2 separate regions of the Rattus norvegicus genome follow, and region 2 is linked to region 1. A link is a contact called in public Hi-C data. All regions are on one chromosome and are shown on one strand. Each heading gives the region's core, a stretch centred on a gene start, on an enhancer-like site or on the middle of the called end of the contact. The rest is flanking DNA. Distances are from core to core; before and after follow the strand shown.

Evidence for each region. Hi-C and Micro-C count contacts between places; a contact is called where the count stands out from the background.
Region 2: a Hi-C map of frontal cortex shows a contact between it and region 1, with 3 times the contacts expected there. The contact joins the enhancer-like site here to the promoter of Pou3f2 in region 1. A contact is called at or near these places in 1 of 12 Hi-C or Micro-C datasets (frontal cortex) and 1 of 1 datasets of contacts at active chromatin or transcription factors (oligodendrocytes).

What each region holds. Positions count from the first base shown.
Region 1 is chr5:40,877,860-40,884,881 of GRCr8, reverse strand. Pou3f2 (POU class 3 homeobox 2) reads left to right here and starts at 4,343. Exons shown (of 1, transcript NM_172085.3): 1 at 4,343-7,022. The coding sequence starts at 4,413. The coding sequence ends at 5,750. It overlaps LOC102553820 (a long non-coding RNA gene), which reads right to left and starts at 2,590. Exons shown (of 3, transcript XR_005504675.2): 1 at 2,066-2,590; 2 at 1,790-1,885.
Region 2 is chr5:42,352,545-42,359,815 of GRCr8, reverse strand. No RefSeq gene overlaps it. Among named protein-coding and RNA genes, the nearest start is that of Mms22l, 640 kb to the left of the region's middle. Within about 2 kb of position 1,860, at least 19 of the 93 cell types and tissues checked have an H3K27ac peak or open chromatin away from gene starts, as enhancers often do.

The DNA.
Region 1 (7,022 bases), core at 3,094-5,593:
AATGGTTAGGTACACCTTCGGTCAACTCCTAGCACAAAGAAATACATAAACAACATTTATGTGTGGCATGAGAGTGTTTGCTCTCCTTAACAAGCTAGAGTTCAAGTTATCGGGTATTGCACCACTGCTCTCCTAAATGCTACCAAGGTGATGATTTGGGAATACTTGAATCAAGAGGCTGTTTGCAGCTTTCCAAACCCTGGCACAGTTTCTCAGTGAGCAGGAGTGAGGAGTTTCTCTCTCTCTCTCTCTCTCTCTCTCTCTCTCTCTCTCTCTCTCTCTCTCTCTCAGTGTGTGTGTGTGTGTGTGTGTGTGTGTGTGTGTGTGTGTGTGTGTGGTTTTTAGCTTTGTGTATATATTCAGGTTTTTTTTTTCCTCTAACTAGTGCACTCTAACCTCAGGGAGCCCACATTTCAGACCAGTGCAAACACAGTACCGCTGAATAACGCCCTTCCAGAAGAGCTGAGAGAACCCGAGGTGCAGCCTAAGACAAGATCTCTCCATTGTTGTGCAGCCAACTCCTGCAGTAGGGTCTCTGGGGGTTGGGCAGTCCTCACCCAAGGCAGAGAGGCCAGCACCAAGTGCTTGCTTGGCCATTGTCCTAGCAAGTGCTCTGGAGGAGCTGTGCTGGAGTGAGGTAGATATCAAGGCACCTTGTCAGTTCAAAGCATGTTAAGGTTGTTTGAAATCCTCTCCACGTCATCGTAAGCAGGCTCAGTATTTGAACAGCTGCTTTGAACAGTGAAAAAGAACAAGCTGAATCAAAAGCCAAAGGAGTCTACCCAAGACACCTTCAACGCACTGTGTTTCAGGCGGAGACTGGCAGGCAAACAGGCGGTCTCTTCCCTTACTTGGTCAGTAAGAAGAACGGTGTCAGTGACCGTGAGACCATAGAGAAACGCCCCCACCACCACCACCCTCACCACTAATCTAGAGCTAAAATCTTGAAGAGCCAAGGTTTCTGGAATCCGGAGCGGCTACAAGCCGAGGCGGCGCGCGGGACATTGGGGAATGGGGAGGACTACTAGACACTCAGAACCCGGCGTTCGAGCGAACCAGGCCCCCAGAGACAGGAGGAGGCAGTCTTGGCTCTTTGAGGGGTGGAGAGGGGCGGTGCTCCAAGTGGAGCTCTGCTCTCCGCCCAGCCCTCCCTTTCACTGGCCCTGCACTGTAGGCGAAGTGTGTGTGTGTGTGTGTGTGTGTGTGTGTGTGTGTGTGTGTGTGTGTGTGTGTGTGTGTGTGTGTTCCTAGGAGAATGGAAATCGTGCTCCAGCTGACTCGGTGAGAGAGAGAGAGAGAGAGAGAGAGGGAGAGGCTGAGGCCCCCTTGGCGGGACGTCATTTAGTAAACTCTGGGGATTCAATGAGCTTTCTAACCGGGGTACAACCCCCACCCCCAGTTAGACCAGTTAGAGAGCTAGTCAGAGCTAGTCCGTTCGCACGCCGGCGAATGAGGCGGGGCTGGGGGGTGGAGTGCAGTTCTGGGAGGTCAAAATAGGGAGGGTCTGCTGGCATTAACGGACAGTAGAGTCCCATCACAATAAGTTTTGATGTTCACGCGCTGCCTCCTCCTCACCGCCATCAGGCACATGCATTTAACTTCCTATGCCCAGGGTACCCCTGGGGGAGGAGTTCTTAACCTGGGTAGCCACAAATCCATTGGAAATAAATCTGGAAATGTAATTATTATTCCCTTGAGAGTATCATCTACAGCCTGCGAAGAATCTTCTAAGAGCAACAACCCCCCAACCCCACCCCAAAATTGAAATTAAATAGGAACAGGAGGTCACCTCTCTTTACCGACGGAGAAGGGAGACGTCCTCCACACACTGCCTTAAGTCCTTTCAAAGCAGCTGAGTTCTTCCGCGGCTTGGAGGTTTGAACTCCTGGGGAAGCAAGAAAGCAAAAGCAAGGAGGACTAGGAAGGAGGACTCCAGGGAAGAGGCCTGTACATTTCTCAACCCGGCAATATCCTATTGGGCGCGGAGGACGCACCCCAGTAGACCAGAGGAAGTTGCCTCTCCCGCCGCCCCCAGCCGAGGGCGCAAACTAAAAATCACCCTCACCAGACGCTGAGTCTGCGCACTGAAGAGGGTGGAACTTTTCAATGTTTCCTAGCCGGGCAAAGTTACTAAATTTCTAACAGCCCCTAAATGCGCCTCCTAAATGGCTGTGCGTTCGCAATGGGACTCTCAGCCCTGCGGATCATAGCCGAGCCGCTGTGCGCGTGCAGGTGGAGCTCGGTTCTGCTGGCTCCGGGCAGTCTCGCCCCTCCCCTGGCCGTTTCTGTCCCCTCCACACATGTTCATAAACACAGAACACGTGGAGATTCGCAGCCAAGGCTCCTTGCCCGGGCGGGTGCTCAGCCGCAGTGATTTATAAACAGTTCAGCCACTCCCGGAAGAGCAGCGCTCCTCGTTAGTCGTGATGAATTTTTTCCGGCCCGCTCCATTCTGCTATATAGATTAAGATGCTCCGAGGCCTTAAAATGCTCCCTCTGAGCGTTAATTTGGCCAAAAGAGCCAACCAGAGTTCTACCAGGCCCTGGGTCAGGGCAAGAAGTGAGGAGGCCATTTGTGATCCCGGGGTCTCTCCTTTACCCGCATTAACTTTTGATTCGCTGTGCTGTGCCGGCGTGCGACCCACTCCAGGCAGTGCTCGCTGGTCTCTCCTCCCAGACCGGAGTTTGAGCTTAGATCTCTGCTAACCAGCTCGCAGGCGCGGCGCGAATGCTGGCAATTCATCCAACTCCTTGGGACTTGGAGGCACGATGTTCTGTCTCCTGGCAGATCCCCGCCGCGGGTGCATTGGCCCTGGGTCTTGCTGAAGTTTACGGATAAAAGCAGAGAGGAAGGCTAAGCACCAACTCCCGCTACTGACCCCCCCCCCACACACACACACACACGCGCGCGCGCGCGCTCCTGCTCTAGTTACGACTTAGAAAGTACTCCCTAGCACCAGCCCGCTCGCCGATCTTCCTTCTTTTTGCCCAGATTAGCGCGAAAGTTGCACAGACAGGCCTGGGGCAGGATGAAAACCCGCAGCTCCAGCTGCGCAGCTTTCCAGAGCGGCGCTCGGCGGCTGAACCGCTCCGAGGCCGCTCCCTTGCTCACCCTTCCTGCAGCCTCGCACAAGGCGAAGGTCTGCGTACGAAAGCTCCAGGTTTTCTGATCCAAAAGCTTTGTGCGCACCCGAGTGTCAGTGTGACACACGCTTCCAGAGTTTTGTTTGCAGTTCAGAGCGCTGAGCTGTTAGATAAGGAAACTCTGCTACTGGAGTTGCTCAAAAGCCAGGGCGTAGGTTGAGTCTGCCTCTCCCGGAGTCTTTTGAGAAAGATTGGGATAAAATTGGATCTGGAGCTTAAGGGATCTTTGTTACTGGGTGAAGGGGGGAAGGCAAGGGTCTTTATTTGACAACAAAAGTATCCGCACCGGACACCTGTGCGCTGTAATTCTAACTATAGTGCAAAAGAAGGCGTCCATGGGAGATATTAGTCTAGCTTTGGCTCTGGTTCTAGGTTTAAATGACGTTGGTCCGCGCGCGCGCGAGGAGCGTGTGTGTGTGTGTGTGTGTGTGTGTGTGTGTGTGTGTGTGTGTGTGTGTGTGTGTTCCTAGGAGAATGGAAATCGTGCTCCTGCTGACTCGGTGCTACCCAGTCTTTCTCTTCCACCGTACACCCCACCACCACCACCACCAAGACCTATTGGGAAAAGAAAGTAGACTCCCTCCCATACAAGTCTTCCAAGCCGCTGTGGTCCACCAGAGCGCCTGGACCGCCCGGCTGCCGGGCTTCTCAGCCTAGGAGACAGATGGGGGGCGGGGCCCATCCTAGTGGGGCGGTGGAGGCCGGGGACAGAAGAGGAGAGGGGGGTGAGAACTAAGAGAATCTGAATCGCTGAGCTGGGGGTGGGGGTACCAAAGGAAGGACTGAGAAGACTGGGCGCCCGGGGAAAGAGAAGGGGGGTGCTGCTCTGCACCAATCGGTGGCTCCGGTCTGGGAGGTTGCTAGCGGTATCCACGTAAATCAAAGGGCGCAGAGCCAATGGGAGGGGGTGGAGGGGGCGGGGCCCAGGCGCGTGCCGCTGCGAGCGGGCTCTGCCAAGAGAGCGGGAGAGAGCTTGAGAGCGCGGGGAGAGGGGGGAGCGCCCAGCGAGTCAGAGAGTGAGCTGGAGCGAGAGGAGGGAGAGGAGGAGAAAGAGCGAGGGCGGGCGGGAGGCAGCGCGGCAGCAGCAGTAATAGCAGGAGCAGCAACAGAAGGCGTCGGAGCGGGCGTCTGAGCTGCCCGCTAGGGGAGAGAGAGAGTGGGAGAAGCGGGCGAGCGAGGAGAGAGAGAGAGCGAGAGCCCAAGGCAGAAAAGTAACTGTCAAATGCGCGGCTCCTTTAACCAGAGCGCCCAGTCCGGCTCCGAGAGTCATGGCGACCGCAGCGTCTAACCACTACAGCCTGCTCACCTCCAGCGCCTCCATCGTGCACGCCGAGCCGCCTGGCGGCATGCAGCAGGGCGCGGGGGGCTACCGCGAGGCACAGAGCCTGGTGCAGGGCGACTACGGTGCGCTGCAGAGCAACGGGCACCCGCTCAGCCACGCTCACCAGTGGATCACCGCGCTGTCCCACGGCGGCAGCGGCGGGGGCGGCGGCGGTGGTGGAGGAGGCGGGGGAGGCGGCGGGGGAGGCGGCGACGGCTCCCCGTGGTCCACCAGCCCCCTAGGCCAGCCGGACATCAAGCCCTCGGTGGTGGTACAGCAGGGTGGCCGAGGCGACGAGCTGCACGGGCCAGGAGCGCTGCAGCAGCAGCACCAACAGCAACAGCAGCAGCAGCAACAGCAACAGCAGCAACAACAGCAACAGCAGCAGCAGCAACAACAGCGACCGCCACATCTGGTGCACCACGCTGCCAACCACCATCCCGGGCCCGGGGCATGGCGGAGTGCGGCGGCTGCAGCTCACCTTCCTCCCTCCATGGGAGCTTCCAACGGTGGTTTGCTCTATTCGCAGCCCAGCTTCACGGTGAACGGCATGCTGGGCGCAGGAGGGCAGCCGGCTGGGCTGCACCACCACGGCCTGAGGGACGCCCACGATGAGCCCCATCATGCAGACCACCACCCGCATCCGCACTCTCACCCGCACCAGCAACCGCCCCCGCCACCTCCCCCACAAGGCCCACCGGGCCACCCAGGCGCGCACCACGACCCGCACTCGGACGAGGACACGCCGACCTCAGACGACCTGGAGCAGTTCGCCAAGCAATTCAAGCAGAGGCGGATCAAACTAGGATTTACTCAAGCAGACGTGGGGCTGGCGCTTGGCACCCTGTACGGCAACGTCTTCTCGCAGACCACCATCTGCAGGTTTGAGGCCCTGCAGCTGAGCTTCAAGAACATGTGCAAGCTGAAGCCTTTGTTGAACAAGTGGTTGGAAGAGGCAGACTCATCCTCGGGCAGCCCCACCAGCATAGACAAGATCGCTGCGCAAGGGCGCAAACGGAAAAAGCGGACCTCCATCGAGGTGAGCGTCAAGGGGGCTCTGGAGAGCCATTTCCTCAAATGCCCTAAGCCCTCGGCCCAGGAGATCACCTCCCTCGCGGACAGCTTACAGCTGGAGAAGGAGGTGGTGAGAGTTTGGTTTTGTAACAGGAGACAGAAAGAGAAAAGGATGACCCCTCCCGGAGGGACTCTGCCGGGCGCCGAGGATGTGTATGGGGGGAGTAGGGACACGCCACCACACCACGGGGTGCAGACGCCCGTCCAGTGAACTCAAGCAGGGGAGGGGCAGAGCTTGGGGCTCCCCTCCCCTTTGGTCCACAGTCTTAACTGGGACCTCTGTTCCCCCTGTAACTTCTGATTGTTTTTTTTTTTTTAATTATTATTTTCCCGGTCCCTTAAAAAGAGAAAAAAATAGAGAAATTAAGGAGAAAGGAAAGTAAAAGTAAAACACTGGACTAACCTATAGCAGGTAGCAGGTGTATTCATGGGTTTTGACCTTTGCAAGCGAGTACCCAGGCAATGAAGTAGAATGTCTCCTAGTAAGAGTGAAGTGTGTGTGTGTGTGTGTGTGTGTGTGTGTGTGTGTGTGTGTGTGTCTGTGTGTGAAAGAGAGAGAGAGAGAGAGAGAGAGAGAGAGAGAGAGAGAGAGAGAGAGAGGGAGGGAGGAGTCCTGGTAAAACTAAATAAATTACCAAAAAGAAAAAAAATCCACCAAACCGTACACAACACAAAACTGCAGCTTCCCATGCTCAAAGTTGACACGTGCTGCTGTGTTTATTTAATATGGTCCCCATCAGGAAAGAGGGAAAAATACACTTTTTAAAACTATTGGCAAAATTTAAGCACACGAATTTGCACTGCAAGAAAATTGAAGTTTACATTGACAAGTTCAACCCTTTTTTTTTTTTTCTCTTAATACCCACTGTTAAATTTGAAGCTGTCCTTTGGGTTCTGTTCTGTTCTGCCTTATCCAGTGGAGAGGACAGAAGCCAGCTCCTGGCCACCCTCCATTCCAGCGTTCTGATGCCCCTTGTTCTTATTGCTTGTAAACTTTGTTTTCTTCAACGCCCCAGACCTGGTGTAACACTTATTGGCTCTTTTCACCAAAGCGAAATGATTGGCTTCACACAAAATAAATAAATGTTTGCATTCAGGAAATGTGTATGGTTTGCCCGCTTTATGCAAGGCAGGAATATCGTTGGAAATACAAATATAAGTGTTGAGCACTGTTTTTTGTTTGGTTGGTTTTTTTTGTTTTTTTTTGTTTTTGTTTTTGTTTTTGTTTTTGTAAACCACACAGTAAACTTCATCTTCAGGCAGTATTTCTGGGTAGGAGAGAAAAAGGAAAATCAATAGTGAGTGATCAGTCACTTCATTTTTTTCAGGCAGGGCTATTGTGAAAGAACTAAAAAAACAAACAGAAAAAAACCTGTGAGGTTAAATATATTGTCCAACAGACAGAAATTAAGGACTCTGAGAACTTGGAAACACACTGGGTTCTCTGCCTTTGGGTTTAATAACTTAATTATAAGGGATTAGT
Region 2 (7,271 bases), core at 611-3,110, 1.5 Mb before region 1:
GTATATACAAATAAACTTTTAGGCAATGAAGGTATTTAGTTACTAATATTAGAAATGTAATATTCATGTCAGGCATTTAGATCCGTGAACTTTATTCTACTTAAGATGAATCTTCTCTTAGGTAAGTTATCTAAACTTTCACCTATAAAATTGAAGTAATAAAATACATTTTAAGTTGTTATGAAAATTAAATGCGCCAGTGCACATAAAGTTCTCCTAACAGTATATATGCAGCATAGTTGATACCCTTTTAGCATTAGTCATTGTATTATGATAACTATTGTTGTGTAGCCCAAATCACCACACTGCCGGGTATAATACCCTGGTGCTAATCAAACCCAATTTAAACAAAAGACAAGGGTAAAATGTTTGAGTGGCGTTATACATAGTAATGGATCTACTTGTTGTTAACATGTCCTTAAAACATATAAACCAAAGGGGATTTCTCTATCCAAGCATCATAAACAGGGGCTGCCTGGGATAAAAGCACCCCTAGGTTCTTTGTTTGCCCCCGTTCAGCTCATCAGCTATATTTAATAGATAATCAGGCATCAAATTTTAAACAAGTGTTATATCAGCGAATCATGCAATAGAATTTAGATGAATTAAATATTGGGTTCATCGGGAAAATAGTTATGTAGGACGATCATTGAAACTTCTATACATGGACGAATAGTTAGGCTTTCTGAATTGGGAAAACAGGCCAGCATCATAGAAATAATCTCTCATTAAGAACAAAAGCAAAGCAAAGATCTTTAGAAAGACTAGGTCATTGTTCTGGGTTTGTTAGCACAGGCAGTGTTGGGTGTTAGGCTACTGTTCCCCATTTGATGCCTGAAATATCTTTCTTCCTAGTTTTTCCATGGGATTTTCTGTCTTCCTTTCTGGAGAGCTGTGAGTTTCTCCAATCCTCCAAATCCAGTGTGATATCTTTTACCAGCATGTGAGTTGCTGCTTATAAGAAACAGGGATCTCTTTTATATTTTAGGATTTGAGGCATAGCACACTTGAAGGAAACTGCAAATAAAGCTTATGTTAGGATAAGTAACAGTTAAATTATAAGCTCATTCATAACACAGAAGTTTGTATCAATGACTCCTTCATTTCAGACTTAGATATAAAGAAATCGTCAGATATAGTCCTTCCCCTTTTATAGGGGTAAAACTGGACACAATGATATTAAATTATTAGAAATTTCAAACAAACTTCAATGTACTTTCCTTCTTTTTGCTCTTTGATTTTTTCCTGGGGAGTACAAAAAATACTAACTTTCACCATCTTGTAATGTTTTTATATTATAAACATTTGTACACAAGTAAACAGTAATTATTATTGACTTTATAATAGACTATGGAAATACTAAGAATTATTTAAACTTTTATGGGAACTAGAGGGACTAGAGAGTATCATCTTAATTAGAATGCTTCGTTACTTATTTAATTGTTAAAGCATTTATTTTGCAAAATAAAGGGAAGTTAATAGGAAAGACAAGAGTGTAGCATGTTTCTCTAATCTATAATCTTTGCTAGGAGTTCACATACATAACAAAGTATGAAATCAATTGGGCTATTTGGTAGCAGGGAATTGGTTCCATTGCAAGGGGGGGCTAGATCATAATTGATGATGATAAATAATTTTTATTTTTATTAACAAATGCATTGTTCTATTTTACTTATATAGTTAAACCTTATCCTTGTCTCAAACTTAGAAATAGCGATGATGCTTGCTTTTGCTTTTGGTCCCTGCAAAAACTCTTGCTTTTTCTCCGGGAAGTGCCACCCGACTGCTTTTTCACCCTCCCTCTCTTCCCTCCCCTTTTCTTGAAGTGCTTCTTTTGTTTGTCTCCATTACACCAGCACGAAGGGACACAGTGTTTCTGCACAGTGGGAGTTGGCAATCTCAGAAGAGGCTTTTCCAGCACTGCTTTTTAGACTGAAATCATTACAATCTTCAATAGCTACTTGGATTAAAAAAAAAGGACAGAAACTAGCACATTATTATTCTCAAAACCATCTCAATGTAAAAAAAGGCTATTTGCTTGGTTCTCCCCCAGCTTCCCTTCCTCCCTCCTTCTGCCTCCCCTCTCATCTTGCTTCTTTTTCTTCTAAATGCGTTTCCTTCACACCTAAGTTTGCATGGTCCTGATTCACTAATTCTAGTCAAACCGAATATACAAATGCATTTTTTTCCTGTTTGTTCTGAATATTTTTACAGCGCTTATGCAAAAAAAAAACTGTCTTTCACTCATTTGTATTTGATTTTTATCTTTGAGACGCATAAAATTTATCAGCACTGACCCAAGTAATGCCTTCAAACCCAGAAATTATTAGCATGGTTACCACTTGGTGGAAAGCAGTTTTAACAATCACTTTACAACAATTTCTACGCAGGTAAAAATTCTTTTTCATAGGTGTCCACGTATCGAACAATACTCTTGTGTTTTTCTGAAGGTTCTTCAAGTGGCTGCTTTCCTTACTGGTAGCATTTGTTTATACACATGCTCACAAGTGACCTGAAGTACACAGAAGAGGCTCAGGGTACGAGATGCTGCGGGCTATACCTTCACCCCACGAAAGGGATTAGCGTATATGAACACATGATATTTCCAACAGAGGTTTGTAGTGTTGTCTTGTAATTTATTTGTTCTCTTCAGTGAGAATAACTATGAATAATAAAAGGGAATGGCCTGAATAAAAGAGAGTAATTTATGTGCTTTATCAAACCTGCACAACCAATTTATATCCTAGAAAGCAACTTGATGTATGTGTATTCAAATAAAATAAAAATAGGGGCTATTTTTGTTGCTAAGTAAGTATGGAAAACACCGAGAAAGCGAAAACAAAGCAAACATGTACAATTTGTTATTTATGCTTTTTATTTTCATATCTTTTAAAATAATGATCCAGTGAAAAGTCACAGAGCATATTTGATTCCATTTGAACCTCCAGTGTGCTTTGGCTCCACCATAGAATTTTCCCAGAAGATGTCAGTAAAGCTATTCTATCCTTCTCCCTCTAGTCAGAGGGCTTAGAGAGTACACACCCTTAGCAGGGTGTTTTTTAATTAATATTTTGTTAATACTAGTTATACACTTTATACTTAGTTGATTCCATTCATTTTTTTAGAATTTAATTTTATTTCTCCAAGTTACGTCACAGGAACAAATGCAAGTTCACCTAAAACACGAGCAACATAGCTCAGCCTCATTTTTCCTGACAAAATTTGGTCTGTACTTCAGGGTGTAGTTTAAGAGATACTTTTCTATGAACCTCCATCCCCCTCTCTGCTGTCCTGGGTTTCTATCAGCCCTTTTTTGCTGTCCTGTGGCCATGCATTTGCTTTCTGTGGTGCACGTTAAGCATTCTCCTGCAACATCAGCATTTATGTAGCATAACTCTCTCCTGATGTTTTTAAATGCCTTAAGGATCTCCGCGTTGTGCTTTTGCTCCTCTAAAGACCTCCATTACTACTTTGTATGCTGAGGCTTGTTAAATGCTTGACAGAAAAATAGAAAATGACTGTGGTTTAGAATCTCTTCTGTGTGACACATCTTATGTTTTCCTATGTATTAGAAGTACAACAATCATTGCATCAACAATAAAAGATAGGTATAGGGACGGGTCAGTACTTATTATAATCTTTAAATCAATATATGTATATTTATATATGCACCCACTAATATCAAAGTCTTACAGATCAAATTCTAATATTAAAAAGTCATGAAAATGTGTGCATAAATCGCATTTCTTATGTTCTGTCAATAGAACTGTAATGTGAAATAGAGTGGAGTTCAGTTTTAGTATTGCACCTGCAAATTATAGCTCTTCAAAATGCTCCAATTGCTTAAAAGGTTATGAATGATGTCATTTGCATCCACACAGGGAAAGAGTCTTGCCTGACTTTTCAGATCTGTTTACAGAGATCCAAAATGTTCTGCCTATTTGTTTATCTAAAATATGTTTCTTTGTGAATGCCAGAAAGGAATTGCTACTGTAATCCCAGGTATCAATTTGCTTCCTGTAGGATATTGCCTTATGATCCCTGCTAGGTATCCTTTTATTTTTTTATAATCCCAAGCCCTAGAGGCATCATTTCAGCCTAAGTCAGTGATTTAGAGACTCTCTTGCTTTTACTTATAAATGTGTATGCTGTAAAAAGTTATATAGCTCAAGATATAATGAAAACTGCTCACAAAAATTTGCTTTGAAAAATCACAAACATGTCCTCATAAATATAGGTTTATCCCAGTCATACATTTTTTTTAATACTAGATAACTACCTACCTCACAGGTTCGTTCTGCATTCAGAACTAAGTTAACATTTGAGGCTCTGGTTACTGGTGATTCACACAACACATCCTACTTATTAGTATTTATGTTACTGAATTCCCCAGTCATCTTTTCTTTCTGGAGCAGATCTAGTCAAATATTAAGACTAAGTCTGAGCACCTTGGACTAAGCACATAATGTAACTAATGATGCTGGCCTTAGGTTATTGGGTGGAACAGAACTGAGTTTGAAAAAGATTGAAAGGAATTAAATTTTATTAAGGGTCTACAACTTAATAAAATTAATAGTATCTTTGGAAGATACTATATATGTATATGTGTGAACACACACACACACACACACACACACACATACACACACTCTCATTTCAATACCTACTGTATCTCATAAAACAGCTTATATTCATGTCAGGTTACAAGTTGAATGCTCATCAACTTGCCATTTTCCCTGATTGGAAGTTTTAATTTTCAAATATTACTTCATTGTTAGAACTGATGGAGAATGTCCAAGTAAAAAAGAAAAAGGCTTAGGACCGAGGGAAGGTAGAAGACAAAAAGAAAAGCAGAAAAAAGAAAAGTGGGAGGGAGAAGAAGAAAGGTTAAAAAAAACTCTAATAAATTATTTTTAAACATACTTTTTGGTTAATGATAGGTTAAATAAGACCTACTGTTTTTGATTTAAATATATTAATTTCAATGGATGTACTCATGCTGACATAATAGAAGTGTTTTAAGGTAATGAATCATTATTTTAAAGGTCACCAATTGGATTTCTCCCCCTGAATAATTTTCCACCTGCCTTTCTGCAGGTGGATGGTTTCACACATGCAGCTTCCTTGGCTTGGGAAGTGGCCTGGGTGTTGCCAAGCTTTTAGCCTGTAACAAACATACTTTCAAGTCCCCAGGTCTGTGGCTAACCCAGGTCACTCGGACTTTTTTGGACATTTGTCACTACTACTTAGTTTTTTTTTTTCTTTCACACTTTTCAAGGAAAATATAATGAAAGCAGCCTGCTTTCTATCAGTGTTTTCATAATTTCCTTCGTCCCTTCTGTATTTTCATCCTTTTGCCCCTGCAATTCCCCGAACCCTTCCTGTGCCTTTTGTTTAAATTCATTACCTCCTCTTCTTTAATAATTATTGCTACACTTAAATAATATGTACTATAGATACAGCCTAAGTCTAGTTTTGCTTGTATGTAAATAAGGTTTACCATTTGAGATTGGCTCACATATCAGAGGACTCACCCTAGAGGATACTGATTTCTCCATGTCAGTTATTAATTGCCTGTAGTTCTTCATCAAGGGGTGGGGCCCTGTGAGATTTTCTCTAGATTCATAATTCAACCAGTGTTGTCATTATATGGGGCTAGTGACATGACCATACGTTTGAGATTCCATTGGCACAGCTTCACTGTAATATATAGAAGACATTATGTCACAGTAGGCTTGCTTTTCTTTCTGTTTTTAAAGCCTTCTTTTTATTTGTTTATTTTTTTTATTAACTTGAGTATTTCTTATATACATTTCGAGTGTTATTCCCTTTCCCGGTTTCCGGGCAAGCATCCCCCTCCCCCCTCCCCTTTCTTATCGGTGTTCCCCTCCCCATCCTCCCCCCATTGCCGCCCTCCCCCCAACAATCTAGTTCACTGGGGGTTCAGTCTTAGCAGGACCCAGGGCTTCCCCTTCCACTGGTGCTCTTACTAGGATATTCATTACTACCTATGAGGTCAGAGCCCAGGGTCAGTCCATGTATAGTCTTTAGGTAGTGGCTTAGTCCCTAGAAGCTCTGGTTGCTTGGCATTGTTGTTCATAAGGGGTCTCGAGCCCCTAGCTCTCCTTTAAAGCCTTCTACTCCTTCTTCCAGGATGCTTCCTAGCCTTAGGCTTAATCATTACGTTGTAAATACAGCAATTGGGCTTGGGTATTTCACAGTTTATTGTTGTTTGGAAATGACTAGTTGTGGATTTCTATGATAGTTTCTAACTTTTGTAGAAAGCATCATCTCTGCTGACATGTAGGGAGAGAGACTTATTTATGGGTTCAAAGATGATTTTTTAAGAATGGATTTAGTAAATATATTTGGTTAGGAGCTTGGCACTAGGTTCTCTTTTACTGTCTAAGACCTCACCAGCCAAGGACAGTGGGCTAGTTTTGAAATAGCAGGCATGGATCCCTTTTCAGGGACCATGCCTTCACACCAGTTGAGTGTCATTGCTTACCACTGAGATTTAAGTGCCACTACTGCACTGCTGTGTGCCATCACTGTGATGGCCATTGTTGAAGTCTGAAGTCTTTACATTTGGGAAAAAATTTTGCTTGTTTCTCTCCTTTATCAGATTGCACTGTATCTTTTATATTATTAGAGATAGTTCTCAGAGAGTAGGCTTCCATGTCAGTTACAGCTCAGTCACTCCAAGGACTATGTACAAAGTGTGGCCACAGCATATTCTATACTATTCTATGTTCCTTTTGGACTTTCCCGACTAACAAAGAGAGGGGACGTTTCCCATGCCTAGCATTTGCATTTTCATTTGTCCATTTTTTGGAGGGGAATGAATTATCACCCTAGTAGTATAACTTCTTATGCCCAAACATACATTTGTATGTATTAAGATTTTCTCGGTGTATCCCTGGCTGTTCGAGAGCTTACTCTATAAACTAGGCTGGCCTCAAACTCATAGATCTGCCTGCCTCTGCCTCCCTAGTACTTGGATTAAAGGTATGTGCCACCAATGCCTTGCTACATATATATTTTAAAGTAAACATAAAAGAGAGTACACATGGAGGGACCCATGGCTCCAGCCACGGATGTAGCAGAGGATGGCATTGTGTGGCATCAATAAGAGAAGAAGCCTTTGGTCCTGTGAAGGCTCGTTTCCCCATTTTAGGGGAATGCCAGGGTGTTGAGGTGGGAATGGGTGGGAATGGGAGCTTCTTCATAGATGCAAGGGGAGGGGGAAGGGTGAGACGGAGGATGGGGGA